Linked DNA regions of Mus musculus: all the other regions are linked to region 1. The links are chromatin contacts, called in public ChIA-PET, HiChIP or PLAC-seq and promoter capture Hi-C maps. All regions are on one chromosome and are shown on one strand. The core of a region is the stretch at or near the end of the contact, and the rest is flanking DNA. Distances in the headings are between cores, read along the strand shown. Region 1 holds the start of Acsl6 (acyl-CoA synthetase long-chain family member 6). Region 2 overlaps Fnip1 (folliculin interacting protein 1). Region 3 overlaps Fnip1 (folliculin interacting protein 1). Region 4 holds the start of Pdlim4 (PDZ and LIM domain 4).

Evidence for each region. Promoter capture Hi-C pulls out the DNA fragments that hold promoters and counts their contacts. ChIA-PET counts read pairs in DNA pulled down with a chosen protein or histone mark. HiChIP or PLAC-seq counts read pairs in DNA pulled down with a chosen protein or histone mark.
Region 2: a contact with region 1 is called in a promoter capture Hi-C map of hematopoietic stem and progenitor cells, with 2.9 times the contacts expected there. The contact joins the enhancer-like site here to the promoter of Acsl6 in region 1. A contact is called at or near these places in 8 of 39 promoter capture datasets (the 3T3-L1 cell line, the C10 cell line, hematopoietic stem and progenitor cells and 3 more), 4 of 15 datasets of contacts at CTCF or cohesin (the NIH/3T3 cell line, large pre-B cells, pro-B cells and 1 more), 95 of 484 Hi-C or Micro-C datasets (the AML12 cell line, B cells, the C2C12 cell line and 50 more), 13 of 115 datasets of contacts at active chromatin or transcription factors (CD8 T cells, Th17 cells, effector CD8 T cells and 5 more) and 3 of 9 other capture datasets (adipose tissue, embryonic stem cells and macrophages).
Region 3: an RNA polymerase II ChIA-PET map of memory CD8 T cells shows a contact between it and region 1, with 21 read pairs. The contact joins the enhancer-like site here to the promoter of Acsl6 in region 1. A contact is called at or near these places in 2 of 39 promoter capture datasets (the C10 cell line and hippocampal neurons), 4 of 15 datasets of contacts at CTCF or cohesin (the NIH/3T3 cell line, large pre-B cells, pro-B cells and 1 more), 65 of 484 Hi-C or Micro-C datasets (the AML12 cell line, B cells, the C2C12 cell line and 39 more), 10 of 115 datasets of contacts at active chromatin or transcription factors (CD8 T cells, effector CD8 T cells, embryonic stem cells and 4 more) and 5 of 9 other capture datasets (adipose tissue, embryonic stem cells, liver and 2 more).
Region 4: an HNF4G HiChIP or PLAC-seq map of pancreatic cancer cells shows a contact between it and region 1. The contact joins the promoter of Pdlim4 here to the promoter of Acsl6 in region 1. A contact is called at or near these places in 1 of 39 promoter capture datasets (the C10 cell line), 1 of 484 Hi-C or Micro-C datasets (nephron progenitors), 7 of 115 datasets of contacts at active chromatin or transcription factors (bone marrow-derived macrophages, embryonic forebrain, embryonic stem cells and 2 more) and 3 of 9 other capture datasets (liver, macrophages and pancreatic islet).

What each region holds. Positions count from the first base shown.
Region 1 is chr11:54,302,498-54,305,197 of GRCm38.p6, forward strand. It overlaps Acsl6 (acyl-CoA synthetase long-chain family member 6), which reads left to right and starts at 1,327. Exons shown (of 21, transcript NM_001033598.1): 1 at 1,327-1,425. It overlaps Gm51861 (a long non-coding RNA gene), which reads right to left and starts at 1,204. Exons shown (of 3, transcript XR_003949553.1): 1 at 863-1,204.
Region 2 is chr11:54,491,346-54,494,045 of GRCm38.p6, forward strand. It overlaps Fnip1 (folliculin interacting protein 1), which reads left to right. Exons shown (of 18, transcript NM_173753.4): 10 at 1,848-2,049. Among named protein-coding and RNA genes, the nearest start is that of Rapgef6, 30 kb to the right of the region's middle. Within about 2 kb of position 1,401, at least 102 of the 459 cell types and tissues checked have an H3K27ac peak or open chromatin away from gene starts, as enhancers often do. A contact at or near this core is called in the C2C12 cell line, CD8 T cells, ECoMG myeloid progenitors and 18 more, where this site is marked.
Region 3 is chr11:54,463,574-54,466,280 of GRCm38.p6, forward strand. It overlaps Fnip1 (folliculin interacting protein 1), which reads left to right. Exons shown (of 18, transcript NM_173753.4): 2 at 2,514-2,640. Among named protein-coding and RNA genes, the nearest start is that of Fnip1, 27 kb to the left of the region's middle. Within about 2 kb of position 1,293, at least 74 of the 459 cell types and tissues checked have an H3K27ac peak or open chromatin away from gene starts, as enhancers often do. A contact at or near this core is called in B cells, CD8 T cells, LSK cells and 15 more, where this site is marked.
Region 4 is chr11:54,067,607-54,070,362 of GRCm38.p6, forward strand. Pdlim4 (PDZ and LIM domain 4) reads right to left here and starts at 1,411. Exons shown (of 7, transcript NM_019417.3): 1 at 1,234-1,411. The coding sequence starts at 1,326.

The DNA.
Region 1 (2,700 bases), core at 77-2,576:
AAGGCACAAGAAGGAAAAGGCCCTACAGTGCATATGATCAGAAATTGCAATGGGATAAACCCTGCTTATGGCTTCATTATATTTAAAAAATGTGTGATGATATTCTGGCCAACTCCCTAGGCCAGTCTGACTTGAAACCATCTATGCCCTCTCCCAAGCCTAGAAGTGTCCCCTGACGGGGTCTCCACCTGAGCAGGCAGGCCTTCAATTAGTTCGCTACTGCTGCTGGGAATGCAGGAGGGATTTCTGATTGCTGTGTCACCCACTGGGAACAATCCTGCCACATCACCTCCATGATCCTCTCATAGAGGTGTCTGCCAAGTTTAAGATTCCAGCAAAACCCTTGCCAGGAAGAGACTGGCTTCAAGCAAGAGCAGCCCTCCCAAGACCCGGTTCCTGTAATGGGAAAGAATGGTCTATTGTAGAGACTCACTGTAGATGTTTCTGCAGACTGTACATCTCTAAGGTTCACAGAGATAGGCCAAGAGACACATACCAAACTAAAGATGCAGGACCACCCCCTCCCCAACACATAGAGAGACACACAGATAAACACAGACACACAGATAAACACATACAGATACACACACAAAGAAATTGAAGCCTAGATATGAGTTCAAGTGCACAGAGAGCATCCAATCTCACCTATCCACCCCTTGCTTTCTGATCTCTAATGTCTGGTTTCTCTCCCTCTTACTCCTGGTATGGGTCCTTGTCTTAACCAGTGCCTGACCAAGGTCTGTGCTGCTTGAGCGCTGTCCTCGGTGCTGGAAGCCTAATGAGTCCTGAATGCTTGAAGAACGAGGGGACCTTGGTGAAATCCACTTGAAGATGTCCATCGAGGCCCCATCAGAATACCTACCTTTATTATTTTAGAAAATCACAGAGCCAGGCTTCCTCCTTTTGTTCCCAGACAAAGGGATTGCAACTCTTCAGCTCACTCTTCAGCTCAGCAATGAGACCACCAACAACCTAGTGACCGTATGACCATTTATCACAGCTAAGAGGAACTTGAGCTCTTATGTACCACACATATGCATCACTGCCTGTGTCCTTGGGAGACACCTGTGATTCCATGTGGCTGCCTGTGTCTTCATGAGACATGCCTGGGGACATGGCAGCTGGTGAGTCTTCCCGTGACCTTGTGTGGCCTCCAACCTGACCTTGAGCATTCTTATTAAGTGTGGGTATTATCCAATCTAGCCTCACCTTGATGCCCCCCCCCCCCCCCCCGCCCCATCACTCCCTTCCCTCTTGGGTTTGCAGATGTGGCTCCCAGCAACTACAAAATCAGGTCCTAGGGGGCGTCTGACTCAGCCAGGAACCGGCACTTCAGCATGTGCACTTTCTGGGACAGAAGCCCTGGACCCCCGCTGCCATTTGAGCCTGCCTAGCCATAAAACCTTGGAGGCCGGTCGTGTGGAGGTAGGGTCGTTCATGGGTGGAGGCACGGTGAGGTAGGAGCGGCAGTGAGCCCGTGAGCCCCTTCCTCCAGCCCGTTTCCCCCAGAACGTTGCGGGGCGGGCGGCCCAGCCCCTCCCCCAGTCGGGCTCGGCAGTTCGGATGCCGCTGTCTCTTTGCCCAGGAGTCCCGGCGCGCTGCGGGGCTGGGAGTCGGGTTCCGTGAGGAGCGCGCGCTGCGCCCTCCCCCTCCCGCCGGGTCTCCGCAGCGGCGCGGGGAGGCGGGGGCTAAAAATACCCGGCGGCGGCGGCAGCGGCGGTGGCTCTGGGGCTGCGGGGCTGCGGGCCTGGGAAGCAGTGCGGGCCGGGCTGGGCCGGCTCACCGACATGCTGACCTTCTTCTTGGTGTCGGGGGGTTCTCTCTGGCTGTTTGCCGGTAAGTCCCGGTCCGATCCTGACCACCATTTCCGGGAAGCTGTAGTATCTCGGCCCAGGGTGCGGGTGTGACATCTCCACCTTGCGGAGCCCTCTGCTGCGGCTGCTGAATTGTCCCTTCAAGGTCCCCGAGGCGCCCCCCAATTCTGGTGGGGGTCCATGGGCAGCGTTGGGGAAGCAGCTGGGTCAGCCCGGAGGAAGGGCCTTACTAGCTGAGACCCCCATAACCCCCCTTCCGTTCTCAAGCTCCTTTCTCCTTGTGGTGAGAACCGGTGATCAGATTAGGCCCCGTGCCAAGGGAAGGGCAGACTTTTTGTGTCTGTGTCCATCTCTAGAGACCAAAATCCAAGTTATGTTGCCCCCACCACCACCACCAAGGTCCCTTGGTGAATTGTACGGCAGAGCTGACCTGGGTTTCCTGATCCAGCCAGAAACCTTTCTCACTAGCGGTCCCTGCTGCCCTTTAGCCAGAGGACAAGACTGGTTACTTGCCCCTTAGCTCTGCCCAAGGCTGTACCCTGGCTTCCCCCCTGCCTCACCCCTTTCCCTCCCTCATCCTTGCACCCTCTTTCTTAGGAAGCTACAGGACTCCTGATAAATCTCTGCATAGTACTTTCCCCAGATTCCTACACCCATACCTGTACTCTCCCAACAGGCCCACCCCTTACCAATACTACTTCTCAGCACTGGCCTCTCCCCTCTCCAAGCCTCCGGCTAATACCTCTAAAGGGTTTCCAGCCCCACCTCGGCCCCAGCTCTGTGCAGAATCTCTAAACCTGATAATGTACGTGAAAATGCTTGGCCTAGCCCAGGCCAAATGCTCTCCCCATGCTAATATTTCTTATTTGGTATTCGGATAGCACCA
Region 2 (2,700 bases), core at 151-2,650, 190 kb after region 1:
AAATCACTTATACATAGAGTTGTGTGCACATATGCCAGTGCACACAGAGATACATACATAAAAACAGGCTGTTTTGTGCTGCCTGACATGGATGCTGAGAACTAAACTTGGGTCCTCTGGAAAAATATTAAGTTCTCATAAAGACTGAACCATCTCTCCAGCACTACTATTTTTAATCTCCACAAACTTAATAGCTATAAATACCTTCCATAAGTGGAATCATGAAGTACTTATCCTTTTATAGCTGGCTTTTTTTGTTTAGTGTGTCTTTGAAGTTCACCCATGTTGTAGCATATATATATGAAAATCATATTTATAGCTAAATAACATTACACTAGAAGTACATTTGGGGGGCTGGAGGAATGGTGTTTGCTATGTAAGCATGAGAATTTGTGTTCAGATCCCCAGCATACTACCCATGTAAAGATTCAGGTGCACCTCTCTTATCCTATCACTGGGGAAGGAGAAGCAGAAGGGTTCCTGAAGATTGCTGGCCAGAACATTTAGCTGAATTGATGAGCTTGAGGCTCAGTGAAGAGACCTCATCTCAGAAAATAAAGTGGAGAATCATTAGGAAGATGTCCAGTGTCAACCTCTGACCTTTACATCCATACCTACATGTGTACATATGAGCCAATGCACACATAGATACATACCTTTTCTCTATTTGTTTGCGAATACATAGATGTTTCTTTTTTAGCTGCTGTGAACAACAATGCTATGAACATGGGTATATAAACATTAGTTTCAGTCTGAGCCTTATATCCTTTTGGGTATATGCCCAGAAGTGGGTTTACTGAGTCATATAGTCAGTCTGTTTTTAATTTTTAAGGAACTGCCTGCCATATAGTGACTGTATGATTTCACATTCACAGCAACAATGTCAAGACAGTTCTGAAATCATTGTATGTTCACCAACACATGATTTTCTGTTTTTAGTTATGTGTATGGAAGCCCTTAACTTCCTTTATATGAGGCATTGTGCCACTGAGTTGCACTCTGCCACTAAGCCACATTCTCAGTCCCACCCCTTAGTAATTTCCATCCTAATGAAACTGGAGTGAGTCACAAATGCTTTTTGGTCATTCATACATCATCTTTAGAGGAGTATATATTCAACTCTTTGTTCCAGCATGCTTATTTTATTGTTGTTGTTGATGAGTTAGGAGACATCTTTGAATATTCTGGGTATTCATTCCTTACTAGATACATGATTTGCACATATTTTCTGCCATTCTCTAGATTGTGTTTGCCAGCTGTTGATGATGATGTGCTTTGATACATTTTTTTTTTGCATCATCCAGTTCTATGTGGGTGTTGCCTGTGACATTTATGTTCTATCCAGGAAATCATTGCCAAAGTCAGTACTCTGAAGACTTTGCTTTCTTTGGAGAGTTCTGTGGTTAAGCGCTTCCCTTCTTGTCCCACGTGGTTTAGTGCTCTAATTTTTCATGACTCAGGCTGGGCAGCTTGCTCAGCCTCAAGATTTTCTTCCTTTAGCTTTTGCTAAAGTACAGCTGTAGGTTCAGAAACTTCATGTTTCCGCGTTTATTTCACTTGTTCTCTTTTATCTTAAAATTCAGATATTTTTAGCTTATTTTTTGAATTGGAGTTATCTGCTTCTTTAAGACTTCTAGTAAGAAGCAAGATTCAACCATTTCCAACTTGATTCTAGTAAAGTTTCTTCAAAAAAAAAAAGAAAAATAGATTTCTTAGAAAGGTAGCCATTATAACATTGTAAATTTATATTTAATTTCATAAAACAACAGAAGAGCTTTTATTCACCTACATTGAATTAGCAAGGAAATAAACTATTGATGTTTTAAACAAAAACATTTATTTTTAAGGTCTGTAGAAGAAAGCTTTAATCTGTCAGATGAAAGTTGTGGCCCTAATCCAGGAATTGTGAGGAAAAAGAAGATTGCAATTGGGGTAATCTTTTCATTATCCAAAGATGAAGATGAAAATAACAAATTCAATGAATTCTTTTTTTCACATTTTCCTCTCTTTGAAAGCCACATGAACAAATTAAAAAGTGCAATAGAACAGGTAAGTGTAGTACTTTGTATTTTATTTTTATCTTTTACTTTGCATTCTTTTTAATAAGAATTGTGTTTATTCATTTGGCAAAAATTTGGTAGGTGTCTTGAACTTACTTTACAATCTGCTCCAGGAGCTGCAAACAGATGCAGTGTTGTTAGAGGAGTTTCCTGTTTTAGTCAAAGGCCTCAGACAGTTTATTCATTAAGAAACTAAATCCTTAAGAGGCTACAGAACAATTGTAGCAACCAACTGAAGGGAAGTGCACAGGCACTCCTGAGTTTTCCTAAGCTAGCAGGGAGTGAGTAGGATAGTGAATACCTGTGCATTTGAGGTGCTGGAAGTGCTTTGAAGTGAAGTAGAGCAGTGTTTTTTTTTGTTGTTGTTGTTGTTTGTTTTTTGTTTGTTTGTTTGTTTTTTTAAATTCCTTTATCTTCCCATGGTTTTAGAATTAAGAGAACGATCATTAATGGACATAAGGTAGTAAAAGCATGGAGCTGATTTATTAAATAGGAAGAAAAGAGCCTCCAGACACTTTAACAGGTCAGGTCTGGAAACACGGTAGGCACAATGAAATAGAAAAGGACCAGTTGCTCGGCTAAGAGGAAAGTACTTTTGGAGGAAGCCAATGGGAAAGTGTTTTAAGAGGGATTAATTGTT
Region 3 (2,707 bases), core at 43-2,542, 160 kb after region 1:
CAACCCACCTCATATATGCTTCTTGCTTTTCAGATAAAACAAAAATGACCACCTTCAAATAACTATTTTGTTCCTTCAACCATGTACATCTGTAGTAATTTTCCTTTGTAGGTCATTTTCCTTGACCTCATTAAATATATTATATAGTTCATTAGGAACTTTCCTGCTTAGAATGCTTTGTTGTGACTTTTCTGGAACATTGATTTGCCAGTTTCTCTAGCTACATTTAAGTTATTTTTCTATTCTTTCTCTTAATTTAGAAATGTAAACCTTAAAAATGTTTGTTTCCCCTTTATATATTCCTGCACATTTCATATCTGCATACCTTTGTCTTTTAAGAGAAAAGCCTCATAATCTTACCTGTTCTGGCTGCCTAGGTGACCATAGGTCTTAGTTCAAGATAATCCCAGTTTCTTCCTGACTACATAGATACACATACATACATACATACCTTTTAATTCCAAACCATGCCGTTTAAATGGTGAGTTAAATCACCCATGGTTCTTGGGTCATCATCTTTCACAGAGGATCTGCTTAGAATCCTAAATACTTGGTGCCCTTCTTCTTAGCCCTTTTTGTTCACTGTTACTTGACTATCCCCCCTATCCACTGATAACCCCACCAAATGGCTGAGTTGGTCTTTATAAAATTTAGCCTTTGTGTAACACTTGGTTCTGTGCACTGCTGCCTTCCTTGTCTTCCTTGACATTTGAAAGCAATGTACTGTGAGGTTTTCTTCCTCTCTGGTGGCCTGTCTGTACTGATCGTTATCCTCACTGTCTTTTTAGCACCTTGACCATTATGCCTCCGTTCTTCTCTTAGCTCAGAGTCTCACTATTTTCTAATTTAGGCTCCAGTATGCATAGTTTCTGCTGTATTCTTGCAGTTTTCTGCTCCATCTTCAGCGTTTTTCTTTTTCTCCCATTTGTTTGTCAAAATCCTTTACCCTGTCTCTGCCTGATTCAAAGTCAAACACCCTGAGAGCTTTCTAGAAAGAGCAAGGCAGTTTGTGGCCAATCATAGTCTCAATAATTGTCAGCTGTGTGTAGGCTTAGAGCATCGCTCAAAAGTCTTACTGTTCCTAATCAACACTTCTTCCCAGAGAACACCATGCTCCTTTTTACCCTCCTCTCTTCCCAGTCTAATGCAAGAGTTATTTTTATTCTTCACTTGGTACTTGCCAAAGGCTGAGAAGCCAGTTCTTGAGCTAATTCTTTAGTTTTCACTTCACTACTTCCTCAAAGGCCTGCAATTTCCTCTCTACCTCGAACTGCCTCAGAGTGTAAACACATCCACATATTTCCTCTTAGTAACAAAATACCCATCACTCTTGGCTTTCAATGCCTTTCCTTTCTTGACAGTTGACTTTTTCCCCCCTTCAGTTCTGTGAAATCTTACTCCTTAAAACTTTCCTCACTTTGATCACCAATGATGTTTCTGAAAGTGGTGAATGCTTTTTAGTTTCTGAGGTTATACTCCTTCCTTAGAACATTTCAGTCGGTTCCATGAAACCACTTCTTGATTTTCAACCTAAGTTGGTCTGTTCTCTATAGTTTTATAAGTACCTTCCTGTGTTATGCAAGTCAGTGTTGTCTTAAGGATAGATATCTGCTTGAGCTTGGTATGTAGGGTCACACTTCTATCAGTTTTCAACAGCAACATTATTCTTTTAAATTGTGACACTTAATGCACAAATAAAGGTCTGTAAAACAAATGCAGTATGTTTTTTTCCAAATATTTTTTGTGAACTGAAAAATGTACTTCAGCAATGTCTTGATGAGATGGAATTAGCCTCGATCCACCCAGCATGCCCCTTCCTGGTGTTCTTTGATGCATCCTTGTCCTTTGAGGTAAGCACTTTGCACACTTTAGGGCTGTCAGTGTCCTCCTCTTCCCTTCACTGTCTTGTCCACTTTTTCCACTTCCTTTCCTGAGTACATTGAGAGTAAGTAGCAGGCTGGGCAGTGACTAGAGAGTTGCTTGCAGCTTACTATTCTTTCTTTTTCTGCAATTTTAAATTCTTAGACTGAAACTTGCTAGGTTTTAACATTTATTTAAATGAAAATGCAGTAGCTTTTTGTGTGCCTGTTTTACTCATAATCTCTGTTTTGACCTATTGCAAACCTGTTTCTATTTTTGTACTTTTGTGTTGAAGAAAAAATAAAATGACTTAATCTTATGTCATCTCTCCATGAGACCAACATATTTTTATTAGTAATTTGTGCTTATATTTAACCTTTATATATGTTAGCCTTTTATATAAGTTGACTATCTTATATGTTGATAGTAGCTAATTGTTTTTTTAAATTGTACCCTTATTTTTAATTTAAAAATCAGACCTATATAATTATTTAAAGCCTTGACCCACATAGTAGCATTTTACATAAAGATTAGTTGTATATTCTTCTGTAATAATACAGCTTCTGGGTCTGTCAGATAAGATTTTGGTTATAAGAATATATGTGGCATATTTATTAAAATAACTCAAATGAATCCTTTTTTTTTTTCCCAAGTTGGCCCTTGCCAGAATTTGACCCAAGTCAGATTCGACTGATCGTATATCAAGACTGTGAAAGACGAGGGAGAAATGTATTGTTTGACTCCAGTGTTAAGAGAAAAAATGAGGACACATCAGTATCGGTGAGCATCATTGATCATTTGTTTGAAACTTAATCTTGCGTATTTTAATAATTCAAGAAAGGATTAG
Region 4 (2,756 bases), core at 161-2,660, 230 kb before region 1:
ACCCTCACCGTTCTTTCTTTGTAGATACACAGACCCACCAGGCAGACATAGATGCTCTGCCCCCCCCCCCCCACTTCCCACCCCCAGCGGGGATCTCTAGGGAGAACAAGGAGATGAAAGTCACAGGGATGTGCTGAAGGCATACCTCACTTGGCCCCAGGGACCTAGTGGTAAAGACAGATGTTGGAAGCCTCCTAGGACAGCTGGTCCTGCCTGTCACCCAGGCCCCCATATAGAGGATTCCACAATTCCACACCCACCCAGTGACTACCTCTTCCCAAGAACTGAAAAAGAAATCTCGAAAGCTTAGCCCAGCCTTCAGGGCCAGAAGAAGCAGCAAAGTGGTTCTCCAGTCCCCCGACACACTTCCCCAAAGACTCAAGCAGCCTCTGTGGGGTGAAGGGATGTCCACATCTGTCCCCTCCTTCTGGACCCAGAGCCACTAAGGGCAGAGCCTGGGTTCTCTTCTCTTTTGGCTCCAAGGCTGGGGAATCCCTGCCTCAGGCCGGAGCTCCTCCCTGCTCTATCTTCAGACCAACTCCCTCTCCAGGGCTGTGCCCCCTCCTCTTTGCCTCTGCCTTAGATCTAGGAGCAGGGTATGATCCTGGGACCCGTGGGGAACTGGGCTGAGGCTGTCCTGGTCCATGGCTTTGTGTTGGTTTGTAAGGAGGGGGAACCATGCCTCATTGTCTCCCCCTTGCCTGGAAGCTAACAGTCCCTCTTGGTCACTTCCCCCAGAGTGACTGAGGCCAGAGAGGAGAAACTGAAGTTCAGAGTGGGGAAGTGGGTGGACTTCCGAGGACAGCAAGACCCTCCTAAGGCCACCCGGACCTTTAACAGGGGAAGTGGGTTTTCAGTTACTTTGCCCCAAAACTTCAGGCAGGGTTGGATCTGAGGAGTTTCTGGGCCTCTGTAGAGCTGTCCAGACTCCTGGCCCATGTCTGAGGGTTCTTCCCTGGCCCACAGCAACTTCCCCTAAAGAAACTTAGCAGCGGGAAGTTGGTGTATGAACTCTTGGGGATTCTCACCACCAAACGGGGCAGGCAGGCTGTGCGGGAAGCGGGGTGGGACTGTGTTGCCCTGCTGGAACCCCCCTTCACATTATGTGGGTCACCAAGACCAACACTCTGCTTTCAAGCTTTCGACACGTCGAGGATCTGGGTCCTGGGTCTACTACAAGGACAAGGTCTAAGCCCCGGGACTACCCCGCTGCCCCGCGGGGGTCGGACTCACCCGCGAGATGGTGAGGGGAGCACTGAAGTCCCGGCCGCCCACCAGGCGGAAGCCCCAGGGTGAAGGGCCGCGCAGGGTCACCGAGTGGGTCATCGCGGGCCGGAGCTGCAGCCAGAGCTGGAGCCGGACACGGAGGAGTCGCCGCCGCTGTTGCCGCCGCCTGGCCGCCGCGCCCCGCCCCCGGGCTGCCCGCCCCCGATCCCCCCTCCGTTCGTGCCCGCGCCCCGCGCGCACACCGATTGGTCCCGCGGACTCCCGACCCTCCCACTTTGGGGGCTCCGAGGACCCGCCCCTCACTTTCCCAGGCTAAACCCCGCACCCCCCACCCGCTTATTGAAGCCCCCAGAATAGGGTCCGCTTGGATGTCTGAGTTCTGCCTGGCTGAGGAGCCGAGCAGGCTGTGGAAACTCAGACACTAGGCACCGGCCCTTTGAAGTCGCTTTTACGGGCCGGTGCTCTAGCCCGGGGAGGGATGCAGGACTGCGGTGGCTCTGATGGGGGATGGGGCCGTGCCTTGTTCCCAAACCACTTCCACGTTCTGGCGGGCCAACCTGCCTCCCCACCTTTCAGCGCATGGAACCCTCTGAACACCGGCACACTTAGAACCTTGGGCTTGAGAAGCCCTGGACTAGGGACACAGACCCAAGACAGCAGCAGGCCATGGATCTATTTGGTGGGCTACGGGGGGCGTGGGTGCAGTAGAAATAGAAAGGTGCCCAAACTAGTTTGCAAAGGCAAAGCTGATCTCCTAGAGGAGTTGACCTTTTTCTGGCATCTAGAAGCAAGGCGCATGTTTTTTTTTTCCAGGTACCCCACCCCCCACCCTCGGCTTCTTGGGCCTTGTCTTGTTTCCATCTCCCTTCAGGTCATCTTGTCTGCCAGGGGTGTTGTATCTCTTAGCTTTCTGGAAAGGAGAGCAGGCTGGAGCAGTGCCTGTCTCCCAGTGGAGGAGCAGAAGTATTTGGAGCTCGCCCCCACCCCACTCTCCAGGGCTCCTCTCTTCCCCAAGTCTTCACTTCCAACCACTGTGTGCCCGGATGTCCTTTAACAGCTTCTGGAGGTACAATGGTTTGGCCAGACTACTCTCTGGGTACCTCAGTCTGACCACATCAGCCATCAATTGCTTCTCCATACCCAGAGGAGGCAAGATCCTAGTTAGTCAATATTCTTGGCAACCCTGTGTTCTCTCTTACCCTGTTGTGACATGTGACACGTGAGTGACTCGGACTGTGTGTGTGTGATGCTGATGCTCACAGGGTAAGAGATGAGAGGGACCACTGAATCTCCTACATCTGGAAAAGAGAAGAACTGTCAGAGAGCTACAATGTAGGGGTGTCTGTCCTGATGTCTTCCTGGTGACAAAGAGTAGGACAACTTGAGAGGTACCAAGTAGGAGATCCCAGGCCGCTTGAGAGGTACCAAGTAGGAGGTCCCAGGCCGGGATGTCCTCCTGGTAGGGAGGGTGCTGCTATCCCCTCAGGTGGGAGAGGAGTGACATGGATTGAGTGTGTGACACGGATGCA